2 separate regions of the Columba livia genome follow, and region 2 is linked to region 1. The links are chromatin contacts, called in public Hi-C maps. All regions are on one chromosome and are shown on one strand. Each heading gives the region's core, a stretch centred on a gene start, on an enhancer-like site or on the middle of the called end of the contact. The rest is flanking DNA. Distances are from core to core; before and after follow the strand shown.

What was found. Hi-C and Micro-C count contacts between places; a contact is called where the count stands out from the background.
Region 2: a contact with region 1 is called in a Hi-C map of liver, with 2.3 times the contacts expected there. The contact joins the promoter of PWWP2B here to the enhancer-like site in region 1. A contact is called at or near these places in 2 of 2 Hi-C or Micro-C datasets (crop and liver).

Annotation. Positions count from the first base shown.
Region 1 is chr6:691,489-696,981 of bColLiv1.pat.W.v2, reverse strand. No RefSeq gene overlaps it. Among named protein-coding and RNA genes, the nearest start is that of INPP5A, 49 kb to the right of the region's middle. Within about 2 kb of position 3,626, at least 1 of the 3 cell types and tissues checked has an H3K27ac peak away from gene starts, as active enhancers do.
Region 2 is chr6:760,635-766,027 of bColLiv1.pat.W.v2, reverse strand. PWWP2B (PWWP domain containing 2B) reads left to right here and starts at 2,504. Exons shown (of 3, transcript XM_065066620.1): 1 at 2,504-2,740. The coding sequence starts at 2,586. LOC110363863 reads left to right here. Exons shown (of 9, transcript XM_065066625.1): 9 at 74-784.

The DNA.
Region 1 (5,493 bases), core at 2,377-4,876:
GGGTGTGCGTGGGCAGGAGATGGCACGGACTGGTGCGGGTTGTGCTGGTTCCCATGTCACGCCCTCTGGGTTCCATAAACCTCGTCTGCCCTTAACTCTGCAGAGGCGCCACGGCTCGTGTTTTCCATGGAATTTCATACATCGTATAAAGCTGATTTTCTGATACTGGGAAAATGAATGTGGGCTATTTCTCAGTCCATTTTGCTGAAGCTGAAGCTGGAACAGCATGTGTGACATGACAACTCAACATTCAATCTAACCTTGTAGCTGGGTATTATTAATGATAAATGCACACCAGGTAATCTCATGATGACCTTGAAAATGAGTAAGAAATCTTGTCTGCCAGGTCATAGTTCCTCAGGCATTTTTAAAAAGGAAATCAATATTTTACTATTTTTTTTAAAGTATTTTCTGCTGTTCTGCACACACAGAATTTTATGCAGTGTCATGGCAAGACTTCCAAACACACACAGAAACCCCACCGGTCTGGATGTTTTGTGGGTAAGTACTGTACTCACTATGGGTAAATGAAGAAGAAATAGAATTCAACTTCAAGCACATTTCAATTTGCAAGTTCTGAAGAATGTTTCTGGAAGGCAGCTAATGAATGTGACCGATGTGCCCAGCCGTAATTGATCATTTATTTTAAAAAATCCTGGCAAACATTTAATTATATTATTCATTAAAATGTTCCCCTCGCAAGACATCATCTATAAAAATGATCTGCCTAATAACTATGATGTCAGCGAGCTAAGATAGAGCGTGCAGGTAAACTGGGGTTCCTAAGAGGCAGATTACAAAGGCGAATTCTCTTGCAGGTTAATGCAGGTGGTCCCTGTGTCCGCCCAGCTCCCGTGTGATTTGTGCCGAGCAGCCTTCCTCCCCCGTGTTTGAAGCACATTGATTTTAAATACTCCGAACAATTCAAGGTTTCCAGCGCCGGGAAGAGAAAAAGCCGTGTGCTGGACACACGTTGTCCCCGCCGGGCTGCGCGGCTGTGGCACAGGGAGCAGCAGGTCCTGCCCAGCTCCACCCCAGTGTGACCTGAGCCCCAAATCACCGGGGTCTGTGTCTCACCACGTCCCCCTTGCTCCGGGGCACAGGCACTCTGTGAATGTCCTTCTTGCTCGGTGCTCGGGGGACCCGTCCTGAGCTGCAGCGGGGGACCCACCCCAAACCACGAGTGGGGCTGGAAAGTGGCCGTGGGTCATTCCAGACCCCGGTGTCCTGCACGCGGGAAGGGGCTGAGTGGGCAGCACAGGTGGTATGGCACTGTGGGCACTGTGGATGGGCCGGGAGGTATGGATGGGGTGGGCGGTATGGATGGTATGGGCAGTACAGAAGGTATGGGTGGGTACGGGAGGCGTGGCTGGGTATGGTGTGGATGGTATAGGCAGTGTGGGCTGTAAGGATGGTATAGGCAGTACAGATGGCATAGGTGGTATGGGCAGTATGGGTGCTATAGGTGGTACAGGCAGTATGGATGCTATAGGTGGTACGGGCAGTACGGGCAGTATGGATGCTATAGGTGGTACAGGCAGTGCGGGCACTGCTGGGGACAAGGCCACAGCACTCAGCCCGGAGGCCGCTCAGCTCGGGCTGTCCCCACCGCTGGCAGGGGGGACCTGGCGGGGGTTTCTGCCCCCGTCCCGGGCAGTGACCAGGAGCAGCGTTGTGACCAGGTACCACAGAGGATGGGGAGAGGTGACACAGAGCTGTGCGGGTTCGGCACCACGAGGCCACGTGGCGGTGGGGTGGGGGGCCGGGGGCTCCAGGTGTGTCCCTCGGCCCGGGGAGCCCTGGGTGCGTCGGATGAGCACGTGGACAGGCCGCTGACAGCTGCCACCTGCTACCTGCATCAAAATCCTCATTAAAACAGGCAAGGAAAACATTGCCAGGTAGCTCTAATTAGTTCGAATGGCAGGAAAAAAATAACCCCAATTAAGGACTAATGGAAACAGTTGCCCTATTTTAGGCAGTGGTGATCTGGTTTTGAGCAGATAAACAATGAAAGGTTTACCCTTGCTGGGGAGCTGCAGTGCATTGGGGAGGGATGTAATGTCTGTGACTCAGTATCTCGTAGGAAAGGAAGCAAAGTCCTGCATTAAAGTTTGGTTTAGAAAATGGACAGAACTTAGGCGCAGACCTAACGAGGGCCTCGCACACCTTAGAGCAGTGTCTGCCTTGTCAGTGCCAGGTGTCGGACACGAAATGCAGCCCCCGGTGCGTGAGGCCCCTCTGCAGGGCACAGGGACCCCGGCCCTTCCACCAGCAGCTGCCCACCCTCAGCCCCTAACGAGGCCCCAGCTGGCCAGGGCTCTTAAACCGGGCCCAGAAGGGCTGTGCTCAAGGCTGCAGGGGGGACTCTGCTTTGGTGGGAGCTGCAAATGCAGGTAGGGGTCTTATCTTTCTTGAATATGGGTTGTGAAGGAAGCAAGGGTAATGCAAGCATTTGTTTCTGCAGTGAGCAGGGTTTCAGTGCATCCTCTGTTGAATGAGACCCAAGCTGCTGTATCTCCTGGGTACAGGATGTTCTCCAGACCCACCAGCCCTGCAGGTCCTCCTGTGCTTGTCTCCAGGGGGCAATAAACGCTCTGAGTGAACAATGAGGTTTTGGGTGGCTTGGGTTCCCGCAGGCAGCGGCAGCTGGGGGTGCTCGTTTGCTTTGCTGCCAGACCCTTGGAACACAACCTAGCTCAGGCGCCTCGGGCAGGTCTCCTGCTCCTCTGCCGCTCGCTGGGCCGCTGCAGCCAGGTCCTGTCTGACCCGGCAGGAGACGGGGTTTGGTGCACGCCTGTCCTGACACCTATCACCTTGTTTGTCACTGTGCCCAGGGCTGCAGGTGCAGCAGCAGCTTAACATGCCACAGTGCAGGTGAAGTGTTGCCTGGTGGGGGAAAGCTGTGGAAAAAAGGGTATCTATTTGTTGCCTGTGGTCCCCCCATGTCAGAGGTGTTCGTCTTACTGCTCAGACTGTGCTTCTCCTCTTTTTGTCTTCCCTTGTGACTCCTCCAAGTCTCGCTGTCCTTGAGGACATCAGTGAGATGGAGAATGGAAGGTTTTAACAAAGCAGTCTCATCCACAGAGGTGGAAATAGAAGGTGAGATGTGGTATACCAAAAACAAAGTGTAAAAAATAGGGAAAACAACCCAAAGAAACCCAGCCAACCCCCCTGCATCTGTTTATCAGGTACTGGAATCACTGGGTTTTTTCTCCTGGGGGAGTGAGTCCTGCTGGTGCTCTTGGGTCCAGCCGGTCCAGCTGCCGCACAGCGGGACGCCCGGTGCTGGCTGGCCCCGGTGCCAGCCGGCAGGACGGGCGTGTCCGCGGGACCTGTTCTGGTGGGGACAGCCCGTGTCCCTGTCCCCAGGGCGCCGGCCGGCAGCGCTGCTGTCTGGAGCTGCGCGGCAGGGGGCGCTGTCGGCGAGGCGGAACCGCCGCTCGGGCCCCGCTCCGCGGAACGGGGACAATAGGGACCCCGCGGGACCGGGGCGACACGTGGGACAACGGGGACCCCGCGGAACGGCCGGCACGGCGGCTGTCGGAGCAATGGAGATGCTGTGTGCGCGCATCTCCCGCGGGAAGCGCAGACCCTGCGGGCTAATCCCCCATTTCAGCAGGACAGAAACGAGACCGAATCCCCAGCGCCCCGCTCTGCGCTTCAGCTCCGTGCGAGTCCCGGCCCGGTGGGTCCCGCGGCGGACAGGCCCGGGGGCTGCGGCGCTGGGCGGGCGTGCGCGGTGCCGGCAGGAGCAGAGCCAGCCTGCTTGCCTGATAGAGCACATGCAATCACTTTGGAATCCAAACCGTACTGCTTGTCTTTGCTGTTTGTAATAACCTGATTCCTTTCTCATCATGAGTCTGGAATAACTTCAAGCAATTTGAAAAACTGTATCTGTGCCATCCTGGAGCAGCGTCTGGGGAGGTACTAACCAAAACCCACCAGATATTTCTCTGCAAGCACAAGCCCTGTCTTTCCTTGCGTTCACTTACTGGCCTTTCCACACTGTTCATGGGAAAATAAGGTGTATTTAGCTGTCCCAGACCCCAGAAAGACAACACAGGAATACTGTTTCACGTTGCACAGCTCTCGAAGTCAGGGCATAGCTGAGTTGCAGAGAGAACACAACCCCCATGGCTGATGTGGGCAGAACCCGGACCCGGGGATCCTGCCCTGGGGTGTCCAGAGCAAGTGTCTCACCCTGCCATAGTCACTTTTGCAAACGTCACGGTTATATGTTGTTTCAAAACTCCACATTTTCTCTCATGTATAATCTTGTACTTTTCAAGTAAAAGTTTTGCCCTAGGCAAGAATGATCTCCATCAACGCTGGTGGTGCTCTGTGGGCTTTGGGGCACTGTACTGATGTATCCGGTGAGCTGTTCTTGTTTGGGCAGTGCTTTCACTGCCAGATTAATGGGCTGTGGCTTCTGCTGCCATCTCTGAATGCCGTGGTGCTGATGCCGGGTGACACAGGCAACGGAGATGGGCCCTGCAGCTGCTGTTTAAACAAAAAAACCCAACATTGTGTTCAGTAATGTTACAGAAATCCGGATACATGGCATATGGGATAAATAGAAGTGAAAATGAAGCATGACTAGTCAAGCACTGCACAAATGATGTTGAAAGGCAGCCTGCGCTCCCCACAGCACCTTCCTCCGCATCCCTGGCGCTGGGGTTTCGGCTGTGCCTCTTGCAGGTTTCTAAAGTCAAGTTAGCATTTATGTACTTGCTACTTTACATTGTCGAATTACAGAGCAAATCTGGTTTTTCAGCCAGAACTGGACAGCATTGAACACGCGTGATATGCAGCTGTTGACTGGAGTGGGGGACCCTGCGGCTGCATGGGGAGGAAAACGTATCATTTCAATATGTTTTTGCCTCCTGTTTCTGCGTTTCCCAGTGTCTGTTGCCGGTAGCCATCCCCTGCAGCATGCCCGTGCCAAACAGCGGGCTTCCTCCGAGGGAAGCGTGTCTGGTGAGCAGGCACAGCCGCAGCGGCTGTGGGAGCAGGGTTTGCACTGCCCGGCTCTCCCGCACTGGTGCTGGTGGACATTGCTCTCTGTTACAAGTCTTCAATACTGCAGTTTGTATCTATAAAGAAGTTCAGGCACCGTAGTGACCTTTGGGTGCAGGTGTGTGTGTCAGCGTGACCCCGGCTGCTTTTAATTCCTGTTTCAAGTGCTGCTTACACAGGCGTTATTTTGAGAGGAGAGGAGCAGGAGCCTGAGCATGGCAGAGAGGGTCACAGTCTGCAGGACTGCAGCCTGCACGGGAGAGTTAATTAGCTCACACCACCATGTGGAAATAACCTCCGGAGTATTGATTTCAATAAGTTTTTGCTCAATTAGCGTCTGTCTCAGGGCAGATGTCACTACCCTTCCACTTTCCGGGGCACCGGGAACCTGCTTCCCTGACGTGGGCTTTGCCCCAGCGATCTGTCTCCCGGTGTTTTCTGCTGTGGGGATTTTCCTCATCTGTGTGCATTAGGATC
Region 2 (5,393 bases), core at 1,255-3,754, 70 kb before region 1:
AGCCAAGCGTCTGTCCCTGCGCCAGGGACGCGTGACACGGTTCTGACACGACCATGTCCCTCTCGTTCCACAGCATCGCGCTCAGCACCACGCCAGCTGCGCTCCCCATGGAGCTGGTTCCTCGAGCCAGGTATGAGGGTCACGCGTGACAATGACACCCCACGTCCAGAGGGGACTCCTCGTGCTCTGCGTGTCTGTCCCACGTCACTCGGGGAGGGTGACACTGCTGTCCCAGCCCCACCAGGATGGGCTGGATGCCCCTTGCCTGTCCAAGCAGACATTTGGGAGCCTTGGGGCTACCCAGGAGACCCCAGATTCCCCAAAGCCGAGTGAGTGCCAGCCGCGCTGTGCCGCGAGTGCACCGAGCGTCGAGCTGGCAGCCAGCGCGGCGCAGCGCCTGCCCCGCACACACCACGCACCTGTCGTTCTGTTGCCTGACCGTGCTTGTTCCTGTCAAGTTGTTGTAGAACAGGCGGTGGGACGGGCTGTCAGGCAGGAGATCGGCTCACGGGCTTCACCAGGAGCTTTGCGTATGGAACGTGGCACGACGCCTTCCCGGCACCCTGGAACCCCAGGGCTACTGTATTTGAATAAGACTGTATTGCGTTCCGTATACTGAATAATAAAAGGGAGAATGTTTTAAAATCTCTGGCTGTATTTTTAAAAAGCGAAATGTTTTCATGAAGACTGTAAGAGTTTTACCGAACTCCCATCAGCTTTCAAGTTTATTACAGCTTTGTGAAATATGTAAGTGAATAAACATGAATTTTAATCTGGTAAAAAGTACATATATAGTTGGGACTATTCACAAATATATTTATCAGCAATAAGTTTATCAGTACATGTAATTACTGTCTATTGCTTTCAAAATCTGTTGAGCTTTAATGCTTCCAGACCTTCTATAATCAACAGCTTCTTTATTCCTACAAACTGCCTCATGCATGTGTTTGCACTAACGGGATTAACCCTCCGTTTTCAGGTATTTTAAACATACACGCATTTAAACCTTGGCACGTGCATGGGCTGGGTTTAATGAGCGCGTGTGACAGCAGGAGCTGCCTTACTGATTTCTGCAGTTTGGCGGCTACGCTTGCTGTGAAATGTTTTGGATGATGCTTCAAAAAGTCATTTTCCTTCTGAAAATTAGTACCGATTTCTCTGTCCTTGATGGCTCCAGAACTTTCCTCTGCGCTTACGTGTTCCTCTCAATGTATTTCCAAGGTTTTGCAGAAAGTCAAGGCTGCCTCCAAACTGCAGCTTGTCCTGTCCTCGCGATACTGCGATCGCAACGTTAAAACTTTCCATCATAAATAATACCAAATACCAATTCAGGGGGGTTGGGTTTACTTTTCTGTCTAGGTTAGCAGAGAAAATAACATGTAGTACTATTCGTGTGAGTGAACGTTTATGAGCCCTCTTGTCAAGTCTCTACTTGAAACCTGCATTAAGCTTAAACAGTTCGCGTTTGGGTCTGGGTCCTTTGTGGCCCATGAGGATTGAGCTTTAGTCAATAGCAGAGACACTGTTAACCTGGCGCGCTTTCGTCTGCCCTGGGGCGCAGAGAGCAGCGTGATCCTTCCGTGGAACACCAGCCAAACACTCGTTACCTGTAGCCGATGGCCACGGCGGTCAGCGGTGAGATCGGGTCCTGCTCCCGGCTCCACCTCAGGCTGCGGGCAGTGACCAGTGCCGGCGTAACTGATGTACCGCGATCCCCTTCGGCCCACGGGAAACACCGCTGGCACGTTACGGAACCGCATTGTGTAAGCCGTTAGTGAATGCAAGGTTAAAAAATACCTGCCCTACTTCTTTTTCGCAAAAGTCACTTTGAGAAGGACATGACTTTGTTTTTTCATGGCTTTGACCCTCATCTCTCTGAAGTTCCAAGGCTGCGCTGGCGGATCCCGGGCGATCTGCTGCATTTGGAGCTTTGTGGCCGCTCCTGAACATCTTTCTTGCTTCCTGGGTGACATGTCGCTGAATGCACTTCCAAACACATCAGGGACATCTGTCTTGCGTGTGTCTGAATTAACAGCTGATTAACGAGAGGCAGTGACTGAACAGACACCTGGACACCTTCCTGTGTAACCTCACCCGGGTGTTCCTGCTCCGGGGGGGGATTGCACTTGGTGAGCTTTGAGGTCCCTTCCAGCCCCTGACATCCTGTGATTACCAACCGCACCAATAACCTCCCACGCGTGTTCCCAGCGCCACCGCACTTTCTCCATTGCGCGCCAAACCGCGTCCGGGTTTAAAACCCACCGCGGTGGGCGTGGCCTGGCAAAAGGGGCGTGTCTTGGCGAAATGGGCGTGTCCTACGTAAGGGGCGTGTCCTGGCGAAAGGGGCGTGCCCACGGGGCTGCGCCCGGCGCGGCCGCCAGGGGGCGGGCGTGGCGGGCTCGGCGTGTCGCGTCCGGTCCCGCGGGCCCCGCCCCGGTGCCGGTGGGGCGGGGCGGGGAGGAGGAGGAGGAGGAGGAGGGAGGGGGGGCAGCGCCGTGACGTCACTTACCGACGGCGGCGGCGGCGGGTGCGCGCTCCGTGAGGTCATCGCGCGGCGCGGCCCGGTGGGGGGCGGCGGCGGCAGCATGGCCGAGGCGGCGGCGGCGGCGGCGGAGGAGTCGCCGCGGGTGGGAGCGTGGCTGCCGGTGCTGGTGGAGCAGATGGTGAACGACACGCTGGTGGTGACGCTGAGCTGCGGGGAGCGCCGCTTCACCGGCGTCCTGCTGGACTGCACCAAGAAGTACGGGGGGGGGGGGTGAAAGGGAGCGCGGCGGGGGCTCGCAGGGGGCAGCGGGGTCGGCCCGGGGGGCGCCGCGGCCCGGCCGGGCCGCGGCGCCCCCCGGGCCGACCCCGCTGCCCCCGCTCGCCCTTTGTTCGCCCGGCGGGAACAAAGCGCCCCGGCCCGGGCGGGGGGGGCGGTACCGGTTCGGTCGCTTGTTCGGGTCCATCCCGCCGCTGCAGCCCCGGGGGACGTTGGGGACGTCGCCTCGTTCGGTGTCCCCGCTGCCCGGCGGTGCGAGCGGCTCCGCAGAGGTCGCGGTCCCCTGTGACACACTCATGAAGGGCATGAGAGGCCTGTTCTCCTCAAGGGCAGGGGAGCGTTGGTGCCCCGAGCGCTTTACTTCAGAGCGTTTTAAACTTTTGAAGCGTTTTTAAACGCGCCGCTGGCAGGTTCTGCCCTCCCAAGGACTAACAAAGCCGGCCAGCTGCGCTCTGCGCGGTCTTAGAGTTGAGCGGGGTTTGGTTTCTGTCTGCTCAATAGGTGAATTGTCAGGTCAGAGCTGGGGAGGAGCACGGGCAGCTTCACCGCTCTGCTTCTTCTTGGAAGGCGTATGAAGCGAGACTTCTGAACTCAATTTTCATAGTTTATTTAGTTTCACGTGGCTATCCCAGAAAATTGGAGACAGATTTTCAAAAGTATTCAGGCATCGAACTCTATTAAGAGCCTATAAACCTCGCCTGGTGTCTAGTTCCAGCCAAAACAGTGAGCGGTCGGCATCCCTTCAGTCAGTTCAGAAAACCAGCTGTTCCTATCTTTTCACATTCCAGTTCTCTTCCTCTTTAGTGACAGCGTGCACTTTTTTTACCCTTTTTATTCCCCCCCAGCCTTTCTCCGTGATTTTTTTCTTTCCCCTCCCCAGTGAATCATAGAAATGACCAGACGGGTGTTTCCTCCCAGGCTTTAGGGTGTTTCTAGAGCCCGTTGGTGCCCTGGCTGTGCTGCCGGTGACACTGATCTCTGCTGGGAGGGAGGGTGGCAGGTGGCCCTGGTTGTCACCGGGGCTGGGTGCCCCTTCCACTGCCGTCCCATGGACCGAGAGATCTGTGGCTGGGGATGCTGAGGCAGCATCCTCCTCTCTGGCTTCCAGCGCAGCGGGGAGGGCAGGAAGAAGAGGTTTGCTGGTGTGATTTAGCTGGTGAGTAGGACAGATGTCCCGTCTCCTCTCGTCTGCCCCAGCGATTATTGACTCTGATGGTCAGACTTTCCTGTGGCCGAAGACGAGCCTTGGGATGGGCTCGGCTTTCCGCTGAGGTTACGCAGGGTGGCATTGCTGCTCCTTCTCGTTGCCTTAGAAGAGGCTCAGGTCTGTGAGCAGGACAGGTCCGTAGCCCGTTGGTGGGGTGGCAGTGCTGCTTTGGGTGGGGAAACGCAAAGACAAGCCGTTTGGCTTCCATGTGCCGCCTGGCAGTGCGCGGCAGGCCTGGCTGCGGGGAGCGCGCCGCTGCTGGAGCCCGTGGGGACCGGCTGGGCTCCCGGGGACCAGCTGGGCTCCCGGGGGAGCTGCTCGGCTCCCGTGAGTCCCCGCAGTGCGGGGGCCGGGGGGCTCCTCCTTCAGGTGCTGCGCAGCGCTACTGCTGGGGCCACATCCCCTCTGTGGGGGCCCTGGCACGGGCTGGCCCACGGTGACCACGGGGAGCCTGTGACGTGGTGACCGACTCATGGCTGGTCAAGAGGAAGGAAGTGTCACATGTGAGGGAGCGCCTGGCTCCTGGCGGACCTTGGTGGCTTCGGGGAGCGTGGGGAGCAGGCTGGAAGCGCCCCCTCCACTGCAGCCACCCCGAATGTGGGATGTGGAGGGAAGAGGGGATTTTCCCACCACGGTGACAGGAGTAGTTCTGCTGGTGGTTGGAAGGTAAAGGCCGAGATGTGTCCCAAAGGCAGTAGGAATTCGTCAGCTCGGTGCTGAACTTTGAAGGCCTCAAACCAGAGACGTGGCAGATGTTTTCCCTGCTCCTCCCCGTTGCCCTGCCACTGCAGCGGCCATGGGACGGTGGTCACCGTGTGCTCTGTCTGTGCCACCCTGCCGGAGCAGGGGACATGCAGGCTGGTGGGATGGGACTGGCGGGAGAGGAGCAGCTAGAGGAGGTGCTTGTGTCTGCACAAAAGGAGGGAGAACGCTAAAAGGGAGGGAAAGCCTGTATGGGGCTCTTCAGCTTTCTTTTGTGTGTTAAACTGGTTTTAGTGTTACATACAGCACAATTCTGTTTTGCTCTTCTAAAACTGTAGCAGCTGCTGTGGGCAGCTGGGCAGCAGACAGGCCAGGGATGCCTTTGTCAGCCTGCCGCGCTTGGACTCCCGTTACCTGAGGCACCAGGAGGCAGCCGCAGGTTTGAAGCCAGACCCACCTGCCTGGGTTTGCAGGGGCGCGGCTGCAGGCAGGAGTGGCAGGGGGAGCAGGTGCGTGCCTGCCCCCCCTGCGGGAGCCGGGGACCTGGTCAGGCACGCGCCCGGCGTTCCCAGCGGCTGTGGAAGGTCCGAAGGACGGGTTCTGGGTTCTGCAGCCGTCCCGCTCTGCCCGAGCACCGGTGCGGGGTGTCCAGTGACTGGCCGTTACTTGCTTCTACTGAATTCGCTCTCTAGGCAGTAAGCTACACGGCATCCATGCTGATGA